4 separate regions of the Mus musculus genome follow, and all the other regions are linked to region 1. Evidence: chromatin contacts called from public promoter capture Hi-C data. All regions are on one chromosome and are shown on one strand. The core of a region is the stretch at or near the end of the contact, and the rest is flanking DNA. Distances in the headings are between cores, read along the strand shown. Region 1 holds the start of N4bp1 (NEDD4 binding protein 1). Region 2 holds the start of Rad23a (RAD23 homolog A, nucleotide excision repair protein). Region 3 holds the start of Ier2 (immediate early response 2). Region 4 holds the start of Nacc1 (nucleus accumbens associated 1, BEN and BTB (POZ) domain containing).

What was found. Promoter capture Hi-C pulls out the DNA fragments that hold promoters and counts their contacts.
Region 2: a promoter capture Hi-C map of pre-B cells shows a contact between it and region 1, with 3 times the contacts expected there. The contact joins the promoter of Rad23a here to the promoter of N4bp1 in region 1. A contact is called at or near these places in 2 of 39 promoter capture datasets (neutrophils and pre-B cells) and 1 of 484 Hi-C or Micro-C datasets (B cells).
Region 3: a promoter capture Hi-C map of neutrophils shows a contact between it and region 1, with 4 times the contacts expected there. The contact joins the promoter of Ier2 here to the promoter of N4bp1 in region 1.
Region 4: a promoter capture Hi-C map of neutrophils shows a contact between it and region 1, with 2.6 times the contacts expected there. The contact joins the promoter of Nacc1 here to the promoter of N4bp1 in region 1. A contact is called at or near these places in 2 of 39 promoter capture datasets (neutrophils and pre-B cells).

What each region holds. Positions count from the first base shown.
Region 1 is chr8:86,883,639-86,886,827 of GRCm38.p6, forward strand. It overlaps N4bp1 (NEDD4 binding protein 1), which reads right to left and starts at 1,620. Exons shown (of 7, transcript NM_030563.2): 1 at 1,184-1,620. The coding sequence starts at 1,381.
Region 2 is chr8:84,839,189-84,842,401 of GRCm38.p6, forward strand. It overlaps Rad23a (RAD23 homolog A, nucleotide excision repair protein), which reads right to left and starts at 1,464. Exons shown (of 9, transcript NM_001297606.2): 1 at 1,306-1,464. The coding sequence starts at 1,377. Calr (calreticulin) reads right to left here. Exons shown (of 9, transcript NM_007591.3): 9 at 2,900-3,213.
Region 3 is chr8:84,661,543-84,664,400 of GRCm38.p6, forward strand. It overlaps Ier2 (immediate early response 2), which reads right to left and starts at 1,310. Exons shown (of 1, transcript NM_010499.4): 1 at 1-1,310. The coding sequence starts at 1,209. The coding sequence ends at 544.
Region 4 is chr8:84,686,352-84,689,290 of GRCm38.p6, forward strand. Nacc1 (nucleus accumbens associated 1, BEN and BTB (POZ) domain containing) reads right to left here and starts at 1,511. Exons shown (of 6, transcript NM_025788.3): 1 at 1,324-1,511. It overlaps Trmt1 (tRNA methyltransferase 1), which reads left to right and starts at 2,896. Exons shown (of 17, transcript NM_001164559.1): 1 at 2,896-2,939.

The DNA.
Region 1 (3,189 bases), core at 370-2,869:
GACTGCTCTTCCAGAGATCCTGAGTTCAATTCCCAGCACCCATATGGTGGCTCACAACCATCTATAAAGGCATCTGACAACTTCATCTGGTGTGTCTGAAGACAGCTACAGTGTACTCACATACATAAATAAATAAATCTTTAAAAAAACAAAAACAAAACATCGCCCATGTGGTTTCTAGAAACAAATTCTGGTGCCTGATAGGTGGAAGAGTTTGGGAAAAGGTGGGTAGAAGATGTTCAGGAAGCTCCAAACAGGGGGCTTTAAGACATTGGTGACTTCAAACCAAGAGGGGCAGAGAGGGGCATTCTCCTAAGTTCCCAGATCTGACCCTCGAAACACCAAAGAGGAAACAATACCTTATTCCTCAACTTCCTACTCCTCCCCGGGAGCTTAAGATGCTATACAATACACCTTCAGCCTTCTCCCACCCACGGCTTGGAGGACTCTCTTGCATAGAAGCAATTAAATTGCCCGTTCTCCTGGCAACCTGTCGACTAACCTGGCTATTTCACTGACTCAATGAGATTTTAGAGGCATAAGCGCCTCCGCGGTCAAATTTTGCTGTTTTCTGACAAGGGGGAGGGGCTGATGGCGGTGCTGAATCTGAAATACTGATTATACACAAGGTGAGTCACCGCTTAGTTTCAGTTTCTCCAGTTGTTCATTTAATAGAAGGAACAAGCCCTATCAAAACGTATTCGCCGGATTTTTAAAGCCTGCGTATTCCTTTTGTGGTACTCGGCGGAATGTCAGAAGTGTAACAACCATCATTTAATCGTAGAACACCAACACTACAGGAATAATATTTTTAACGCAGCTACCAAATATTCTACCTCTGAAGCGTCTGGTCATTACATGCGTTCCCTTCCTGATTTCCTAGAGGTTCAGGCCTAAGATTCCCAAAGGGTTTAGAAGCCCTGGAGTGGCGGCCTGGAGGGTGAAGACCAACCAGGAGCATCGAGCCTTGCGCACATCCAAGGGACCAGCGGACGGAGGGAGCGCGAGCCCGCTCAGCGCGCGTGCTCCGGGGCCTGATGGCTCTGCGTTCTGCGCACTTCGCGAGGGACCAGTCAGGGAGATGCTTTCGCAGCGCCCTTTACAAACAGGGACCCCGAGGCTCCCAGGACGGACCCGCTCCGAGCGCCCCGCGCGCGGCCCGTGCGAGCCAGGCCGGACTCACCTTGGCGCTGTGCACCGCCTCCTGCGCGCCGCGGAGTTGCAGCCAGATACGCGCGGGCAGCGGCTCCTCCGCCCCGAGGGCGCCGAGCACGGCCAAGCCCACCCCGAACAGAGCCTCGATGCGCCCGCGGCTCCGCTCCAGCAGCGCCGCCTTCTCCGCGGGCGCCGTGAACTCATCCAGCACCACCCGGGCCGCCATGGCGGGCGCGGCCTCCCGGGGCGCCGGGGGCCAGCGGCGGCGACGCCCCCTCAGCGTGCCGCCGCTGCACCGAGCCGCTCAGGAGGCGTGGGCCGTGCCGGCCTCCTCGCCCGCCCGCAGGCCCCGCTACACCATCACGACACGGCCGCCGCAGCTTAGCAACTGCGGGCAGAGACTCCCCGCCACCCCGCTGCCCCGCTGCCCCGCTGCCCCGCCACGGCCGCCGCCGCCGCCGCCACAGCCGCCACGCATGCGCTCAGCCCGCCGCCGTTGTGGAAACTCGCCGCCCCGTCGCGAAGGGTGCGTTGGTAGGCTGAGGGCAACGGAAGTCGACGCCACACGCTGTCACCATGTTGACCGTGGGCAAGCGTCGGCAGGCGAGGCCTGGGCGGCCATATTTGATAAGGGCCTGATGCCTTTGGGCATCTAGTAGAAGGATTTTACATTGATAGGCAAATGGTGATTCTTTTCCTTCTTTTTACTTCCTTCCTTTCCCCTTTTTACTTACTTCAGAAAAAAAAGAAAAATCGTAACAGGAAAAGAAAATGGGACAACCAGTAAAGAATTAAAAGGCCAAATTGCTGGTCTAGTGTCAATTACTGTCATCCCACTGGGGTGGGAGAATGAGGTAGGCAGATAGTCATTTGCTGAAGGCAAGCCTGAGCTACATAATTCCAAACCAGTTTGAGCTATAAAGTGAAACCTTGTCTCAAAAACCAAACAAGAGCTGTTTCGGTGGAGTGCTTATTGGGTATCATAAGGACTGGGAGTTTGATTTGGCTATCATCACTCCAGGAAAGAGAACAGATCTTCAACCCCAGCTCCAGCTGAGACCTGAGGGCTTGCTGGCTTGCAGCTTAGCTAACAAAAGGCAAAAGGGGAGCCACAGATCCAGGGAGAAACTCAATCTTAAAGGAGTAGATGACATTGTAGAGGAGATCACCCAAAGGCCCCTCTGGCCTCTGCTTAGAGAGAGAGGTGCTTACCATCACACACTTATGCCCATACATTCCACACAAGTATATGCATAACTCTAAAATAAATCTATTTTTTAAAAAGTTGGGCATGGTGTCATAAGCCTAAAATTGTGGTAGCACTTAGATAGTTGAGACCAGAGTCAATCAAACAAAAAACCAAATACCTTCTTCTAATGGCGTGGCCAAGTGAGCAGTTTCTTTACTGTACCTCTGGCATACAGGAAAGGGGAAAGGCAATTTCAGTAGAGTTATGTGTGTTATGTGAGGGGCAAAAATAATAGGGATCATACTGTGGGACTAGGGCAAATAAACCAAACCCTTCTTCTGGCCTGTGTTTCTGTTAAGTCAAAGGCATCACTTGATTCCAATGCTTCCCAGATGTAAGCTTTCTTCTTCTTTTTAATTATTTATTCACTTTATGTATATGAGTACACTGTAGCTGTCTTTGGACACACCAGAAGAGGGCATTGAATCCCACTACAGATGGTTGTGAGCCACCGTGTGGTTGCTGGGAGTTGAACTCAGGACCTCTGGAAGAGCAGTCAATGCTTTATAAACCACCAAACTATCTCTCCAGCCTGACATAAGTTTTCTTGAATCCTTAAAAACAAATTGTGAAAGATAAAGTATTGGTTTCTGTAGCTGGTTTTTGCTACTTTATGGGTTCTTCTTTCTCCCACACTTTATCCCCCTACCCCAGTTTCACTCCCTATCACGAGGTAGGAGAGAAAGAAGGGTAGAGGAGAGAGAGGGAGAGAGATTTCTGAACCTAATTTCTTCCCTTTTGTTCCTTCTTTGAGAATGACTACTAAGAAACAGTAACCAACCCTA
Region 2 (3,213 bases), core at 214-2,713, 2.0 Mb before region 1:
TTCCCTTCTTCTTCCCTTTTGTTTAGAGAAAAAGCTTTGCTTTCAATCCTATGAGATTCCTATTCAATCTATCGAGCTGACAGCAGTCTATTACATGCCAGACACGGGAACTGTTCACCGTGTGTGTATATGTGTGTGTGTGTAATGGTAGTGGTGGTTTGGGGACAGACCCCTAGCTCAGGCCTTGTATATTCAAAAGCTCCATCCCCAACCTGTTTTACAACTTGTTTTACAGAGGCCTGTGGAACAGAACAAACACAAGTCAGTGTTCTCATGAAGAAGACACTGATGTGAGAAGAAAAGCAAACTTGTATTTCCAATGGGATGTGGTTAGGAGGGGAAACAGTAATAAGAAAATGAAACGGTGTATCCATCGCTGGCCTCAAACAGTAACTTTTCTGTACTTACTGAGGTCATCTTTCTTCCCTCCATTTTTGGAACAGGATTTTATTCTGTACTCAACTCCAGGCTTGCCTAAAACATCATAGCCCAGGCTGGCCTAGAACTCCAGGTAATCTCTGCTCAGAGATTATGAACATGACTACCAAGCTTAGACTTCACTGAGGGTACACCAATGGCTTCAACCTATGTTTTGAGAAGGTTTAGGGGAGGTGGCCCAAGACAGCAATATCAGTTACTTGGAGGTTAAGTAAAGAAGGTTCACATGAGCCCAGAAGAACAAGACTAGACTCCACTCTCAAAAAGCAAAACCAAACAAAAGTTCATACAGCATGTTTAGGCTGCTGTTATGTGAAATGGAGAAAAAAAAAAATCTTGTCACTGTCATTATTGGCTGTGACCGTGGCAAAGTTCCTTAACTCCGTGGTTGTCAAAAGGGGAAAGTCAGGAGTCCCCAAACGACAACACTGTTTTGCAGACTCAGCAAGATGACACTAATACTCTGGTAAAGAATAAACTGGTAAAGAATAAACGGCCAACAAAGACGGACCACCAAAACTATTAAGATTAAGACCATTTATTATTATCATCATTGTAGTCACCAGTCGGCACCTCGTTGGCACTGAGGGCAAACTGTGCCACCTGAGCAGCTTGCAGGCTGGGAACGCGGAGCCCGCAGCTGACACGGGAGCCAGACCTGGGAACTCCCAGGGACTGGCCCGGGAACAGCGCCCGAGCCGCCGGGGCAGGGCAGGGCCGATCGGGGGGATCCGAGGAGGTCGGGCTGCTGGGGGAGGGCAGGGCCTGGCCACGGCGTCCTCTCCGCCCCTCCCGTTGGATCCCGGCATCCCTGCCCCCACCCACCCCGGCACCCGGTCGCTCCCGCCCCCGGGCTCCGGCCCGCACCGTCTCGTCAGGTTCCATGCGGATCTTGAAGGTCTGCTGCTGCAACGTTTTAAGGGTGATGGTGACGGCCATGGCGGGGCCGGAGCAATGCGGCAGCCCCGGGATCCTCGTACTACATGCAACTCACGCCGCCGCCATCTTAGCGCCCAGCCGCGCCGCGCCAAGCACTTCCGGGGCAAGTGTGCAGCGCCCGCCGATCGTCAGCGCCGGTGACACCCTCCTCGACCTCTAGAGCATGCGCGGCTGCACCTTACCTTAGACATGCGCAATCTTAGCTTTGTGAGCTTTTGCTGTGTGCACCAGCATTCCGCTGTCTTGGTGACATCATTTCTGCTAACAGTGATGTCATTATACCCACAAAATGGCTCCTAAGGACTTTTAAAGTTTTTAAGGTGTTTGTTGTAGATTTCTGCTCCTAAGTTATTTTTCATACATTCTGCCTATTTCAAGTGACCCAATTTGGATCTGGTCAAAATAAAAGGAATCTTAGCAGAGGACTGCCTAGAAGTTACCATCAATCAATGTAGAGGAGGGCAACTATGTGACCCCATTTTCAAGGACCATCTTAATTTTTGGAATAAATTTACACTTCTAGTTCATGAGTTCCCCACATCTTTGTAATCCTGCAATGACCTACCTATTCATCCAAACATTTTCAAGGTTCTTTTATATTAAATATGTAATTCTCCCCTCCATAAATTTTCCTTACTTACACCAACTCTTAAGGTACCTACATTTTTCGTGGGGGGAAGGGGTAGTATTCATGAAGCTTTAGACCACCCTCACATACCAAAAAGTAATGAAAATGTCAGACTCAGGATAGGGCAGTTCATCAGGGTGATTTAAGGGACTCTCAAACAGAACTAACATCACCATCCTCTTAGATGCTTGCTTTGCCCAGTGTTTCTATCCACACCAATGATCAGGCAATTAACCAAGGCCTGCCTCCCTCCCTTCACTTGAGTCTAGACTCCAGAATTGAAAGCTAGATCACAACTTTCTTGTGAAGAACACAGGCTTCCTCCTGCCCATTCTTCAACCTACTACACTAGAGTATAAAAGGCAGCCTTGAGACTCAACAATGAGTCTCTTCTTTTCCTTGTGGTGGGGATGGAACCCAGGCCATGCTAGCTAAGTGTCCAACTGAACTACATAACCCAATCCTGGAATCTATCTTTATCAGCTCAGTCCTAGAACCATGGGCCCTTGGGGAAAGTAGATCACTGTCCCTGAGCTCAGTCAGTCCCTTTGACTATTATCTACCAGCATGCACCCCACTACTGTGAACTTTGCTCAGCTTTCCTAGGTGTCAGTCCAACAGATCCATCCCACTTTTAACCAAGATGGCTAATATTTGAATTCACTAAATTCTAGTCAGTCTGTCAATGAGGTCTGTGCTAGAATCAAAACTTACACGTCTATGAGTTTAGGATCAAGACCTGATGGCTACTCTCCCATTTAGAGACTATGGGATACATATAAATGACATTTCTGAGACTCTGCAAACTCCAGTAGCTGAAACATACGTCACCCGCACCTGAGAAAGGCTGCTTTTAGCTCCTGATGTACATCCTCCCAGAGAAGGAGACACAATAGGGAAGACACAAAACTTAATTTAATAGAAATTTTGTTTGTAGTTCTTACACTCTCAGTGTGAGCTGTGCTAGAACTGGCTGCCCCACAAGTGGCCCAGTCCTGGGGGCAAGGGAGAAAGGGGATGAGAAGAGCCCCATTCTTCCTCAGTGCGGGGGGAGGGAAAACACCACCCCCTTCTCCTGCCCTCCTCTGAGATGCAGGAAGGAGAGCAGATGAAATCTCAAGCCTAGGGCTTCTCCTCTACACCCCTGTTCCTAGAGTTGGAGGGTAGTGACCAAAAGATGGAGAAAGGGAGGGACAGAAGGAAAAGAT
Region 3 (2,858 bases), core at 60-2,559, 2.2 Mb before region 1:
ATCTAGGTTGACCAGTCCCGGGGTCTCCAGCCACTTCAACTCTGATCGCAGATTTGATTGGTTCAGTTCAGGCTCACCCACAGCAGCCTGTGGGGGCGAGGTGACTCAAGTCACTTCCCAGTCCCTAGGGCGGGTCCACACCCTGGCCTCCTCCCAGGCCCCACACCCACGCAAGGCAACAGGAAGCACCCGCGTCTGTCCCATGACGCAACTCTGACCGCTTGCACAAGCGTGCCCACTTGTAGGGGCCGAAACGCGAATGGTAGTGAAACGGCCTTGAAAGGGCAGCCTGGCCCCTAGAGAGTTCGACCCTGAGATTCAAGATCTAGGTGTCCCTTCTCCAAGCCAAGGAAGGGACAGTCCTTTAATAGCACCTATGGACGCACGTCTGGGAGAAGGCGCCCGCGCCCCTCGCTCCTCAGTCCTTCCCCTGGCCTCTCGGCAGCTCGGGCCGCGGCTCTTCTTCACGGCCCCCGCCGGCCTTCGCCTCGGGTGTGCGTTCTCCGCTCCGGTGGCGCCGCTCGAAAGAAGCCACCAGAGCTCTCAGAAGGCCACCACAGCTCGCACCAGCACGTTGAGCATATTGTCGGCCGGGCGGCAGGCTGGCTTGGCCTCGCACGTGGGGGGCGTCGGCGGGGGCACGGCGGGTCCACAGTTCAGGAGACTGGAGAAGCGCCTTTGGAGGACGCGGGCGAGGTTAGGGAAGGCACCTTCGCTTTGTGCCGGAGGAAGCTGCAGGCGATCGGGAACCTCCGACGTCGCCTCCCCCTCCACCTCTTCTAGACGGGCCTTCTTGCTTGGTACCAGTCCGGCATCACTACCGTCGCTCAAATCGCTGCTGCTCCGGCGCTTGCGGCTGACTCTAGCGGGGGGCGGGTCACAGAGCGCAGGGGTCTCCTGGACTCGCAGCACTTCCTCTTGCGTATCCATGGGCTCCGGAGGCTGCACGGCTTCGGGGGACGCTACTTCCACTGCAACTTCGGCTTCCCGCGGCGGGTGCAGGCGAGGGTCAAGAGCCCTGCGGGATGGCGGGAACTCGGGCTGGTGGGCTTCTACCTTGGCTGAGAGGTAGACCTCTCGAGCGCTGCGCATAACGAGGGACAGCTGCAGACTCCGGTGGAGTCGCAAGCCACCTCGCTGCATGCGAGAGTGGTACATCTTCCATACCGACAGAGTCATGATGCGCTGCGCTTCTTTCTGTACTTCCATGCTTGTTCGACGAGAGTAGTTAAGTCGAGAATGGGTTAAGACGGGCGGTGCAGCCCAGACGACAAGCTTACAGCAGCAGGTACTCTGCTAGACGTTCGGGCGAGGGCAGCAAGCCGGAGCCTTTTAATATACTGAGAGTGACGTCACTGCAACACCACGCCCAACCAGAGGGCCTCATCCGGGCTTTCCACAGTGGCTAGCGAGTCCTTAAAGCAATAGGGATAAATTTACGCCTCGAAGGAAAAAGGACTTAACTACTGCAAGGAAGAACTTCCCCACTGCACCTTAAGACACTAGGTTCTGGGTTCTCAGAGTCACCAACGGGCCAGAGGATGAGGCCCACCAACGAGACGGATAGTGGGCGGTAATCTGACTGCAGTGGGGAAAACCCGGGACCGGGGTACATTCCCCGAGGGCACCGTTCATCTTGCCTACCAGCCTGCTAATTAATATTTTTTGAACAGTAAAAACGCTGCTACTTATTAAGCAGTTACTACACGCCAGTTACTACAGTGTTGAACTTTCTCTTTTTATTCAATGTCTCTGATCTCTCACCTCCACTCCATAGAAGATACAGTTTTCCAGGTGAGAAATAGGCAGCCACCTGACCAATATTTACTAAACGAATGATTATATGATTATACTATGGCGAAAGGATCAACTAAAGCCTGCAGCCCTTCTATCTCCACCTTTCTGGACATGGGTGGAAAGTGGGCACGGACACTGTACCCCGTAACCACAGATATCCACCACCTCACGACTGCTCTTTACTTTCAGCGTTAAAGATCTCCCAGTTTTCCGCAACCCAGTGGCATGGAAGTCCCAATGTCCATAGGGCCTGCGATCTTCCCTTGTCAATAGAGCAGTTTTCTGCCTTCATGCCCTCGTGAACGGAATTACTCCAAGAAAGACAGATATCTGGGTCGAGATGGCACAGTGGGTGGAGCCACTTGTTGCCAAGCCTAACGAACTCAGTTCGATTCCCGGTCCCACCGGTCCCACGCCGTACAAGAGAACAGACTTCTATACGATGTCTCACACACACACACACACACACACACACACACACACACACACACACACACACACACACACACACACACAGTAACAAAGAAAAGAAAAAAAGAAGTCGGTTCCACTTTGCATCACTTCCCAAGAAAAACTTGCTTCTAGTTGCAGAAGGGAGAAAAATTCAAATAACCCCTTTCATTTGCTGTGCAGGCCCTTTAAGAAACACCCCCTGCCAGCGGGCAGACTTCCCGCCACTGCAGCCGGCCGACTTCCCTGGCTAAATTTGGATGTAATGACGTAGGTTGGCGCCGCGAACCACTTCCGGATGCCCATATAAGAACAAGGGCAGCCGGTCTTAGCCCGAGGAGAGGGCTTCCGGGGCGGGGCCCCTTCCATCGGCGAGCACGCCCCTCCAATCCAGCCCTCAGGAGCCTAACTAAGTGTTGTCTCGGGTCGTTCGAGTCTGTTTGGTGCTACAGTTCTTTGGACAGTCTGCACGGCGTCCCGGAGAGAACTCGATGTTTCCTTCTCTCATGCTCTCACACGCTGCGGCACCGTCATGCGGGATGAGTCCGGGTGGAGTGAGATTCGCACCCTGTGGAGTTACGGAAAAACATCTTCGAAACCCTCCTGCACTC
Region 4 (2,939 bases), core at 261-2,760, 2.2 Mb before region 1:
ACTAGCTGGTTCCACGCTTAGCATACAACCTGCCCTAGAAGGGGCACCAAGGAGGGAGGGAAGGCCCTGGGACCAGGAGCCCTCCTTCTCCCTCCCCCAGGCACAAGTCAGGATGTGTAGGTACCTGTTTTGTCTCAAAGACACAACAGAGCTTCAGGCAGTCACCATCCCAGGAGGCGACAGAATATTTTATCTCCCAGGAGGAGACAGAATTCAGGCCCAGGCAGCAGGTTGGGCCTGGAAAGCTAGGGCGTATTGCAACGCTGTGAGGGCTCATCTTCTAGACTGGAGCCCCCAGGTTCCGGCGCCAGAAGGCTGAGAACGATTTCAGGACTCTAGAATAATCAGGTAATGTCTGCTGGGCTGCCTCCATAGTGGGTGGGGTAGGGCGGTGGGTTGAGTAGGGGCCATACACACCGAAAACAAGATGTTTGAACTAGGTATCCGGTGCAGCCCACGCTAACTCCCATCCAGCCGCTGGCCTGTCCTTGTTAGCAGTTGGCCAAGGTGTCAGAGAAGAGGCGTGGGAAAGAGGAACCCCCCCCCCCCGGTTCTGACCCTAAGCAAACATACGGAGATGTGTGTGTGTGGGGGGGGCAGATCCCTTAGCTCACACCAGGTTTTCCTAACCTGCTCCCCACATCCTAAACCATAGGCCCTGGGCCGCCTGCAAACTCCCAACACGCCCAGCCTTACCTGATGCCCTCCCGTCGGAGTTTACCCGCACATCTCTAGTCTCTGACCTCGTGCGACCCCCTGCAAATATCTTAGGGCTCTCTCCAATCCGCCCCCACTCGAGCAAGCTCCGCCCACCCCCCCCCAAGTCTAACTTCCCGGGCTTTTCCTCACCTCCCCCCAAGGCCTGTAACCTGACCCGCCCACCCCCTTCCCCAGCGCCCTCTACCTGCAAGCTCCGGCCCTCCCGCACCCCTCCAGGCCTTTTCCCTCGGGCGGCGCAGCCCTCCGCCCTCCCACCCCCCGCCAGCCCGAGGCCTCCCCTCCCCCCTCCAGCCTCGCCTGCCGGCTCCACGCGATTACCCCCTCCGGCCCTGAGACTTCAAGGATCCCGCGACCCGCGCCTCCCCCGAGCGGCCTTCAAGCCCTGCGGGCCGGGCCCGCGGGCTGGACGCTGTAGGCCGCCAGCTGAGATTCGGCCATCTCACTCTTGCCCTCCCGCCGCTGTCAGCGCCGCGGGCTCGGCTTCTGGTTCGCAGCAGGGCGCCCGGAGGCCTCGCCTCTCGGCCCTCCGCCGGAACCTCTGATGTCCTCGGGCCGCCCCGGGCGGGAGGAGGCCGGAATTGGGCCTGGGGCGGGCCATCTCACCTGCGCTGTGGCCGCGCTCCGGGGCCTCCCGGCGGGCTCCGCAGCGGCAGCTGGGGCCGGGCCTGGGCCCGGGGCGCGCCTCCCTGCGCCTCGGCCTCGGCCTCCGCCTCTGCGGCCTCCGCGGCCTCCGCCTCAGCAGCAGTGGTAGCCGCGGCGGCCATTCATTGTGGGCCAGGCCGCCCCAGCCGAGCGCCGAGGAAGCGCACGGCGCTGCCGGCAGGGAGGAAAACTGCCTCGGCCCCGCCCCTTAGGCAAGCTTAGCCGCGCTTCGAGCGCTTCGGTTCTCACCAGCTCCTCTTTCCTCCCGGGTCTCGGTTCTGTAGACGGGCTAAGTTGAGTGACTGCGGGACAGGTTGCTCTGTATCTTGGAGCTTCAGTTTCTTGTAAAATGAGAACAACTGTTGTTCCAGGAACAGTTTAGGCTCTTTGTGGAAATGAGGTTTCATGGAGCTGAGCTGAGTAAACTATCAAGATCACAGGAAAGTGAATACGAAGATTTAAACTTAGGTTCAAGAGGTTAATAAAGTGAAAACTCAGGATGCTTATGCGATGTGAAGTTCTGTTAGCATTTTGCACTAACTCAGATAATTATACGTCTTATAACTAATGTTAGAGAGGCCTGACTACTTTTTGGATGGGTAGCAGAGTCAAGAACAGAAGAGTGCGGACTGGATTAAGAGTGTCTACTGGCCGGGCAATGGTGGCACACACCTTTAATCCCAGCACTTGGAAGGCAGAGGCAGGATTTCTGAGTTCGAGGCCAGCCTGGTCTACAGAGTGAGTTCCAGGACAGCCAGGGCTACACAGAGAAACCCTGTCTCAAAAAAATTAAGAGTGTGTACTGCTCTTGTTGAATAGAGTTCAGTTCCCAGCAGTCATGTCAGATGGCTACAGTTCTAGAAACTATCACCTTTTTGCTCTTTGAGGACTTACACACAACTGCACACATACACAAAAATAACAAAAAAATAAAATTTTGAAACAAAATAAGTACCGTTGGGCCTGGTAGAAATGCCTGAAATCTCACCATATGAGAGACTGAGGCAGGAAACTCTAATCTGCCCTGGGCTATATAACTCCAGGACAACCTGGATTAAGAGTGCCCTCTACCCCCAATTAACAGATAACATATAGCAAGGCAAGCTAAGATAACTCTCACATCCCGGATCTCCATATTTTCCTGATGCATACATTAGGCCAACACTCAGTCTGAGTGGCTCCTTTGCACACTTCCCAGGCATTCGGTTATTTAATCTTTGCCCTTGACAGCTAAGATTCCTATTTAACAGGTAAGGGAAATAGGAGCCTTACATTTTAATTAACTTGCCCAGAGTACGTGGTGGGACTGAGATTCAAAGACAGTGAATACTATTCTAGAGCCTGAGTTAACCTACAAGGTGCACACAGAAGACATCTAAAGGTGCAGAGTGCCTCCGCTTTTTGCCCTGAATTAAACTAGTGAAACTCCCTTGTAGAAGAGTTGTATTATTAAGAATCACTGGTGTAGTGTAGCCTGCGCACTTCCTTCCCTAGAAGAGTCTTGACCCTGGTCGCCCACTGTAGGTAATGTCTCTAATTGGTCAGTTATTGTCATGTGATTGGCCCGCCCTCTTTGC